Regions from separate parts of the Mus musculus genome. Here region 1 is linked to region 2. The links are chromatin contacts, called in public Hi-C maps. All regions are on one chromosome and are shown on one strand. The core of a region is the stretch at or near the end of the contact, and the rest is flanking DNA. Distances in the headings are between cores, read along the strand shown.

Evidence for each region. Hi-C and Micro-C count contacts between places; a contact is called where the count stands out from the background.
Region 1: a Hi-C map of muscle stem cells shows a contact between it and region 2, with 2.1 times the contacts expected there. The contact joins two enhancer-like sites. A contact is called at or near these places in 1 of 15 datasets of contacts at CTCF or cohesin (the NIH/3T3 cell line) and 2 of 484 Hi-C or Micro-C datasets (embryonic fibroblasts and muscle stem cells).

What each region holds. Positions count from the first base shown.
Region 1 is chr17:44,033,650-44,038,431 of GRCm38.p6, reverse strand. Rcan2 (regulator of calcineurin 2) reads right to left here. Exons shown (of 5, transcript NM_207649.1): 5 at 1-1,459. The coding sequence ends at 1,299. Among named protein-coding and RNA genes, the nearest start is that of Gm34857, 7.7 kb to the left of the region's middle. Within about 2 kb of position 3,246, at least 18 of the 459 cell types and tissues checked have an H3K27ac peak or open chromatin away from gene starts, as enhancers often do. A contact at or near this core is called in muscle stem cells, where this site is marked.
Region 2 is chr17:43,731,322-43,735,741 of GRCm38.p6, reverse strand. It overlaps Cyp39a1 (cytochrome P450, family 39, subfamily a, polypeptide 1), which reads right to left. Exons shown (of 12, transcript NM_018887.4): 10 at 3,729-3,817. The region is part of intron 2 of Gm41581 (a long non-coding RNA gene); the gene reads left to right. Among named protein-coding and RNA genes, the nearest start is that of Gm41581, 11 kb to the left of the region's middle. Within about 2 kb of position 1,286, at least 7 of the 459 cell types and tissues checked have an H3K27ac peak or open chromatin away from gene starts, as enhancers often do. A contact at or near this core is called in muscle stem cells, where this site is marked.

The sequences.
Region 1 (4,782 bases), core at 1,997-4,496, 300 kb before region 2:
TCTGCAGGTGTATCTTCTGTAATGCACTTTGGGCTAGAGATATACAAAAGTCACACATAACAAAAACAAGGAACTTTTGAGCGCATGGGCATTGGATGAATGGGAAGGGCATCCGTTTACCCATCATCCTTTGTGCTCTGAAATGCTCAGCTGTATACATTTCTTGGATTTAGCGTCACCCAAGTTGCTTATAACTGATACTTGGATCTTTGTTTGGAAACAGGTGGTTTGGACAGCAAAGGTTGGCTAGTCAGTTATCTATTGGCATGAGACATTGCTGTTCCCTTTTACAACTTAGCACGAACCGCAATAGCATGTAATAGTATCAGGTTATCTACATTAGAATCAGAATGCATTCAGAAGCAACACAGGTATGATGTCATTAAGCAGCTAATGGTTGAACAATCACTAAATAAAAAACATCCAGATTTTAAAAGCACAGCTCAAACATCTGTACAAATATACAAAGGGGTAGGGGACAGTCATTCAGACACTATGAGATTTTATAATAAATAGGTTTGTCTGAAATCGGTCTCTGTCACTTGGACAAGCCTCCCCAGTAACACTGGGTAGACCTCTGTGGTAGTGATGTTCAACATCTTTGGGGCCATGCTCAATTTTACCTCCAGGAATTTGGCCAGAGTTATATGATGTAATTGACTCAAACTAATAATGATTCCCAGACTTATTGAGCTGAATGGTGCTGCGGATGCCCCTTGTCTATACAGGACAGGGCTGGGATACCACAAGTTGGGGCATACCCTCAAAATCATCAAAATCAATGCTGGTGATCGTGCATGTCCTGGGAATGTCGGGATGCAGAGGACTGGGTGAGACCAGATAGGGGGATCTCATGCAGTCAAAGCCAAGTTTACTTATGGTCCTATATAAGTGGCCAGGAAAAAAACATCACACACACACACACACACACACACACACACACACACACAGGACTGAACTGGAGCAGCTCACAAACAACATAAAGGCTCTTCATTACCGATGTCTCTGGCTTGGATCAACATGAAAGAACAGAGATATGGGCTGTACTGATTATTTAATAAGAAAATACTACCCTCTATCTAGAACTTTCTAAGTGATGGATTGTAGTTAATGGGTAGGAGTTGATTGGGAGACATATCACCTTTGCCTAGCCCTTTTGTCCGAGAGGCTTAATTACAAGGAAGGATTCGCAAACAACCAAACACCCAGGGACTTAAAGGCAATTAATTGTTTGGACAAACAACAAGGGGGGGGGCGGGAAGCATGATAAGAGGAGATGCATGTTATCATGGACGTGCTCAGTTGGACACGGAGGGTGGCAGGCCGGGACGCCGGGTCTGGATGATTTTTGGCTTTGGGGAAGTCTTTGGGTCCTCCTCCTCCTCCATGTCGCTGTCACACACATGCACCACGACGCTCGGTGTAGACTCAGTTCCAGCGTGCAGCTCATATTTCTCTCCTGAAAAGCAAGAGACATTGGCTGAGAAAAGGGACAGAGGTTTGTTGTTTGGTTGGTTGGGGTTTTTTTTTTTTTTGTCTATTTGTTGTTGTTTGTTGTTGTTTTGTTTTGTTGCTGTTTTGAGACAGGGTCTCTCTGTGTAGCTCCAGCTGTCCTTTAACTCACTCTGCAGACTAGCCTGGCCTCAATCACAGAGATCAACCTGCCTATGCTTCCTAAGTGCTGGGATTAAAGGCATGAGCCTGGCTGAAGGTGTTTTTAAATTCATTTTCTCATATATTACATCCTGACCACAGTTTCCTCTCCCCCACTCTCTCCCTGCATTTCCCCCACCTACCCCTCCATTTCTCTTCAGAAAAGGGCAGGCCTTCCATGGATATCAACCAAAGAGCATGTCAAATAAGACTAGACACCTCCCCTCGAATTAAGGCTGAACAAGGCAATTCAGTAGTAGGAAAAAGATCAAGAGAGTCAGAGATAGCCCCTGCTCCCACTGTTAGGAGTTCTACAAGAAGACCAAGCTTTACAACTATAACACATACCTAGGTCAGACTCATGCAGGCTCCCTAGTTGTCAGTTCTGTTTCTCTGAGCCCCTGTGAGCCTAAGTTAGTTGATTCTTTGGGTTTTCCTGTGGTGTCCTTGACCCCTCTGGTTCCTTTTGTCCTTCCTCTCCCTCAGGAAAGAGTCTTAAAAGCTGCTTTAGTAAGGTTTGCAAAGGAAATAGGTCAAACATGTTTTGGTGCATTGGGAAGCCTGCGATCTGACATCAGATGGAATAAGGCCTGTCTGTCATTGTGTCCTAGCTAACATCTATCAAATATTCAACTGCCATCTGTCCACTATCAACTAGCCAACCACAAATAAGCCATTTAACCTTTCTCAGGACAGCAAGCACTGTAATGCTCTGGCTCCTCAGTGCCCTCCAAAAGCTCAGGTTGCCATGCCCTTGGACATGAGAGAACATTCAAGAGCTGAAGCATCACAGAAGGAAGTTAGACCATTGAGGATATGCTCCTGAAGGTGATGATCAGACCCCGGCCCTCTTCTCTCTCCTTTTTTGCTTCCTGACCTCCATGAGGTAAGTGGGTCTGCCTTCTCCATCATGGTTCTGTAGAAAGATTCTCTTATCAATATCACTCGTCAATAAATAAGCTGACGGCTAATGAGCTGAGGCAGAAATAGGGGGTGAGGCACTGGCAGGAAGAGAGGGGATTCTGGAAAATAGTAGGAAATGAAAGAGAGACACAGGGGAGAGCCAAGAGAGATGAGATTCAAGACCAAGAAGATGGGCGTAAACCAGCATGCAGATACTGAGGAGATTCTAAGGAAGAAGTGGGCTGGGACTAAAGAAGAGGTAACTAACCACATAGACATAGAATAGTTTAAATGGGCTAAATAAGTTACGAGCTAGTCAGGGAATGAGCCAAAGCTTATGGCCTAGAAATAATAATAATAATAATAATAATAATAATAATAATAATAATAATAATAAATGTCTTAAAGTTGTTATTGATGGGGACTAAAGGACCAAAAGGAAAAAACAGATTTAAAAATTACTTTTACATGGTTCCCTCCTGACAACTGTGCTTCACAGCACCAAGTGAGCATGGACCAAAGGCTCTGAAGCCATAAGCCCAAATCAACTTCATTGACTGATTAGTTTAGGTGTCTTGTCTCAGTGACAGAGAGCTGACTAACACAGCCAGTTAGTCAGACCTGTTACTGTTTGATCCCAGGACTTGCTGCTAATGGCTGAGTAATCTTGAGTCAAACATGTTTTGGCAGAGATAGTCTTTAAATTCTCCTCCAGATGTATGATTCACACAACCACAGCTCTGGGGTATAATAGGCATGGATTATTGCTTGTCCGGAATCTTCAGTGGTTAGTGAGTGACTGGTTGGTGATCATTAAGGCCATAATCCCAAGAGTCTTTCATTCTCTCTCTCTGTCTCTCTCTGTCTCTCTCTCTGTCTCTCTCTCTGTCTCTCTGTCTCTCTCTCTCTCTCTGTCTCTCTCTCTCTGTCCCTCTCTCTGTGTCTCTCTCTCTGTCTCTGTCTCTCTCTCTCTCTCTCCCTCGCCCCCCTCTCTCCCTCTCACTGTCTCTTTGGCTTGGGGGTACATAGGTATATAGATATGCATATGTGTACATGAGCATATGCAGCCTAGAGGACATTCATAGATATTGTCCCTCTTGCACATCCACCTTTGGCTGTTGTTTGTGGTGGTTTGAATATGCTTGGCCCAATGAGTGGCACTATTAGGAGGGGCGGCTTTGTTGGAGGAAGTATGTCACTGTGGGGGTGGGCAAAGAGACCTTCCTCCTAACCATGTAAGAGCCACTCTTCTAGCAGCCTTCAGATGAAGATATAGAACTCTCAGCTCCTCCTGCACCATGCTTGGCTGGACATTGCCATGCTCCTGTCTTGATAATGGACTGAACCTCTGAACCTGTAAGCCAGTCCCAATTAAATGTTGTCCTTATAAAAATTGCCTCTGGTTCCCTGTTTTACAATCAAGTCACTCCCTGGCATCTATATGTCTTCATTTCACCTCAGTAGGTATTTCTTGAGCCTCTCCCATGGTCTTCCCCATTGCTGAATGCACAGTGTAGTCAAACAACATTTGTGCCTTAACAGCATAGACCAGTAGAAGCAACACAATCTCCATGTACAAGAGAAGGTGGGTCTACAGCCTGTACTGTCTCCATAACTGTTAGCATCTCCATCTTCCCCTGAAACCTCACTCCTTACAGCCCATCCTTCAGGACTCAACAGAGAAAGGACTTCTAAAGGTAGTATCTTCTAGATTGTATCTTGGTGACCAACTCCCCAAGTCTCACCAAGTTCAGATGTCCTTGAACTAGTCAAGAAGATTCTGTGTCACCTCTCAGCAGTCTTTTCCTGAATTCACCCACTCTCCGTGTGCTTTGTCAGAGTGACTTACCAGTTCTCGCCTAATCATGGTGTCTATATTCTTACACTCGGCCTATCTGCTGCTATTATTTGGAACCATCTCACCTCTCTCTAAGAGTTCCTTAAATCTTGCCTTCCTACAAGGATCACAACCTAGAAACCACCCTGCCCAGGAATCGTGCCTGCTGTCCTAGGTCTGTAATGTGAGCCTCTACTTGATGATTAGAACGAGTATTGTTAGTCCCCATGACAGGGTGTCAGCCATTTGTGGTTCTGTCCACACACTGGTAATCGAACAGGAGCGGAACAGAAAACTTGCAAGCTAAAGACTTGAATGTTGGAGGCTGACATTGAAAACGGGGACCCTGGATGATGTAGTAGGTATCAAAGCTCTTCCAAGTGATGCTG
Region 2 (4,420 bases), core at 37-2,536:
TAAAAGACAATAGAAAGTGAAGGGTTAGTAGACTGAGAAAACAGTGGTGGCAGCTGAGCCAAGAGAAGCTGAGCTGGGCCAGAGAAGATATTGTTAGGAGACAGATAAAAGAAGAACCCACAAAGAACCCACACACAAGGTAGCTAAAAATTTTTTTTAAAAAATCAAAAGTTAAAAAAAACTATACCCCTAAAAGTACAACAGTTCCCATTTTTGAAAGATAAATTCATATATTTTTTTCCAAATACTGAAGTTTTGCTATTATCACACCATTTTATCCAAGTATTTCTTTCTTGCTGCTACAGATCAGTATCAATCTTGTTGAAGATCAGCATCTTTAAAAGCATTTATTTATGTGTGTGTGTGTGTGTGTGTGTGTGTGTGTGTATGTGTGTATCTTCGTGAGTTTACATGAGCCCCATAGAGGCAGGTGCTCTGGGAGGCCCAGATCCCAGAAAACTCGGTTATGGGCAATTGCAAACCACCTGTGGTGGGTGTTGGGAACTGAACCTATGGCCTCTGCAAGAATAGGAAAAACTCTTAAGCTCTCAGCTAATATTCCAGCCCTGGATTTACCCTGGAATTTAATCCATGTATTTTGTACAGCCAAGAAGATATACTCTTGTAAATGTGAGCACCAGGTAAAGCCAGCAAATAGAGAAAGCATGTTCCCTTGTAAGATCACCAGCTCCCAGAGAGCCCCATGCAAGAACAATTCTCAACAAGAAATCCCATCCTTCTCCTTCACTTGAATCTCCTAGCTCAAGATGAGCCTGTGTGCTATGATAGGGCTCTCCATTTTGGATCTTAGTATTTATGAAGCAGTCTGATAGCTCACACTGCTTCCTCTTCCTTGTTCATGTATGGAAGCCTGGAACTTTATTAGTAATAGAATTAAGTGAACATTTTAATTGGTGATATTTTTAAAGGTAGTGATTTTTTTTAAAAAATTAAGTCTGACAGAGTCAACATTTGTATTCAACCTGTAGAGACTGGCTATATGATAGACCCTTCCTTTCTCCTCTTCCTATGATGCTATGGGGCAGTGCCTAGAAAGGGTTCCTCTGCAAATCCCTTTAGAATTTTTCAAAGAGGTGCTGCAGCTCTGTCATTGTGCCTGTTAGTTATTTTGTGGCTGTACCAAATATATCAGCAAAATTTTCTGTTTACCCAGAAATGTCTGTTACTCTCTTGGGACGCCCCTCCCCCCCCCCCCACAATGGCATATACTCCAGAAAACAGCAGCTGCAACACCATGCAAGTATGTGTTTATGATGAACTGCGACGGTCAGCTACACTGGAGGCAACTTTCTTTGACTCACTGAGTGTTTTGGGCATGAGAAAATAAGTTGGCCCCTGCTATACCAATTAGGAATGGGTGTCATTTGCTGGTGTTTATACGAAGGATTCATAGGATTAAATTTCTAGGAGAAAGCTCTCTTGGTGTACTGTTGCCCAAATGAAGTCATTTGCTTGCCTGAACAATTTAAAAAACAAAATGTTTCGTGAGTTGCTGGATTAAAATAAGGGACATGGAGGGGAAAAGATATTTTGAAACAGAAACTTAGTAGAAAACTAGACTTAATGAGATTTTTAAAAACAGGGGAAGCATAGTCAACATATGTATTCAACCTATAAAGTCTGGTTATATGGTGTTTTGCCACATTTCATACTCAGAATTCCCAAAGGAATGGTTAATATATTGCCTCCAAACTCCCTCCTGTGCCTACTTTAGCTAGGTTCACCGTCTATGACAGCCATGTATATTCAAAGCATCCTAATTTTGATTTCCAGAGGCAACTTGGGAAAGAGCTTACTTCATCCTACAGATTACAGTTGGTCACTGAGGGATGGGTGTCAAGGCATGGAGCCTGGGAGCAGAGACCATAAAGAACTAGTGCTTAATGACTTGCTCCCCATGGCTTATTCAGCTACCTTTCTTAGACAGCCCAGACCCATCTGCCTAGGGAGAGCACAGCCAACAGCGGGCTGGGCCTTCCCATATTGATCAGCATCCCAGATGTGTCATGCTGACAACCAAGATAAGCCAATTCACCAAGCCAATCTTCACAGCCAACCTTTTCCCTTAACCCATCCTGATCCAATCCAGCCCCAACATCAGTAAGACCATCAGCTCAGAGCTTCTCTGTACCAGTATCACTTTTGCTCATTTGGCTTTCTTAGCCTATGAAAAGTTCTGTTTCCTTCAAAGGACACTTTTCCTGTGAGATCAGCAAGATGCTCCTAACCAGTTACACCAACTATCTTGAAGCTTCAGTAGCATGTCAGACATTGTTATTCTCCATTCCTTGAGGCAATGTATGAATCCCATGTCTTCCTTGTCAACACAAGGTGTTCACCTCATGGCAGTTGGGGATATGGTTCTCTCATATCCAAATCCTCTGAGGTACACAGGACACTGCTCTACATACAGGAAGAACTCAATAGATTCTGAAAGTACAGTTTTTGTTCAAATACGGCACTAATGATTGAGTTACAGTTTCAGGGTCCTTTATGGTACCCATTACCTTCATACTGAAAGATGTCTCTCAGCCTTAAAAGCTATCAGGGAGAGTGACGATTGTTCTTCTTGAAAATAATACTCATCAGGAAATTGTCCACCACTGCCCCATGCCTCATGCTTCCATGTCAATGCTGCAGTCCTTGGTTTTAATTATCATGCTCAGAGCCAAAGATGATGACTCTAAGAGGTCACTATTGAGTATCTGTTTATGTAAGAGACTTGCATGTCCTGCTTTCAGAAGCACTGCACCGAGGATGCACTTACAGCATGAGAAAGATGGTGAACGTCTCCATTTGTTTAGGAACTGCTTTTTGGGGGGCCGGAGAAGATGGCTTAGCAGCCAAGAGAACACACTGCTCTTGCAAAGGACACAAGTTCAAGCACCCACATCACCAGGTCACATCTACTGATAACACCAGTTCTGTAGGCTCCGATGCCTTCTTCTGGCCTCTGTGGGCACCTACCTACACATGCACAGATGCGCACACAGACACTCATAGATGTAAATTTGAAAGTAACATAAATCTTTCTCTCTCTAGTGAACTTGTTTTCTAATATGGAAATAATGGGATATGGAAGAGATGAGTTTTGCTGGTGCTGGTGCACTGTTTAAACTCTCCCCGTGAAACAGGTGGCACGCATTTATCCTATATAAATGAGCAGATAGCATATATACAGTATATAAATGGGTATCTGGTATATAATATGCACCTTTAATCCTGGTGCTGAGGAGGCGGGCATGGACAGAGCCCTGGAGCTCACTGGGCTGCCAGCATAAGCTGCTTGGCCAGTTGCAGACCAGTGAAAGATCCAAAGAAAATATGAGAAGTTCCTAAGAGACTACACCTAAGCTGGCATCCTCCTTCCACATACACACACATACATAGGCACCTGCACGCGTGCATCACATACCCCTTCGATGACATATATGCCCACAGGCAGGTGGGCAGTGCTTCAGACTGCCCATGTGTGAACCATGGAAGCCCCAATATCCTCTGGCACTAGCAAGTATAGTGTCTTCTCATGAGAAGTCACCACAGACACTCCCACAAAGACATCCCATGCCAGCACTGACCAAATGAACAAACTGTGCCCTCCTGGGTTTCCCTGTAATTGGATAATAAAGGGATGGATGGTGAGTGTCCCCTGAGCATCTGTCTCTTCCACATCGTCTGCACCGACGCCGTTCAGCTGGGACACTAACCTTCCAGGACACTGGAACTTCCCGCCTCCAAATGCCATGAAGTAGTCCAAGAAAATGTACTTATCTAAATTTGCCTCTTTCCAGCGTTCCTGTGGGAAGAAAACACTTTTTTTTTTATCAGCCTTATATAAATAAGCTTAACTCTACTTCTCTGAGCTAAAAATGATGCTGGACAGCTAATCCTTGCATACAAAGTTGTAGACTTGTGGGTCATTTTTCCCCAGCCTGTTATTAATATCAGACACAATTGTGGTTTTGGAACGCGAACTTATAAACAAGAAAGGCTTAAGAAGAATCCTATTAAGTGGCAAATGTAAATGACAACGTAAATCACCTCCAAAACCAACGTAAGAAGAGGAAAGCATTTATACACAGGCCTCGGGCTTTATCACGAGATTACTCATAATAATTAATCTAGTAACGAGATGCTGACAGAGCTGAAGGCTGGAGGAAGCCTGGGATGTGGAATGGATACATCTAGGTGCCAGGACTCCCAGACTTACTCAAAGGCCAGGCATGAATTAGGTGAACTCTTGGGACTGCTCAGCCCTGTCACTCCCCAAGCACATGAAGTAACCGATCACCGTTTTAAATTGCTGTGTTTTTATTTTGTGGGCTCCTTGGAAACCAATAACAGAAACGGTTGCCAAAGGAATATAAAATAAGACTTCCAGCAGAAGCAAGGGCATTGA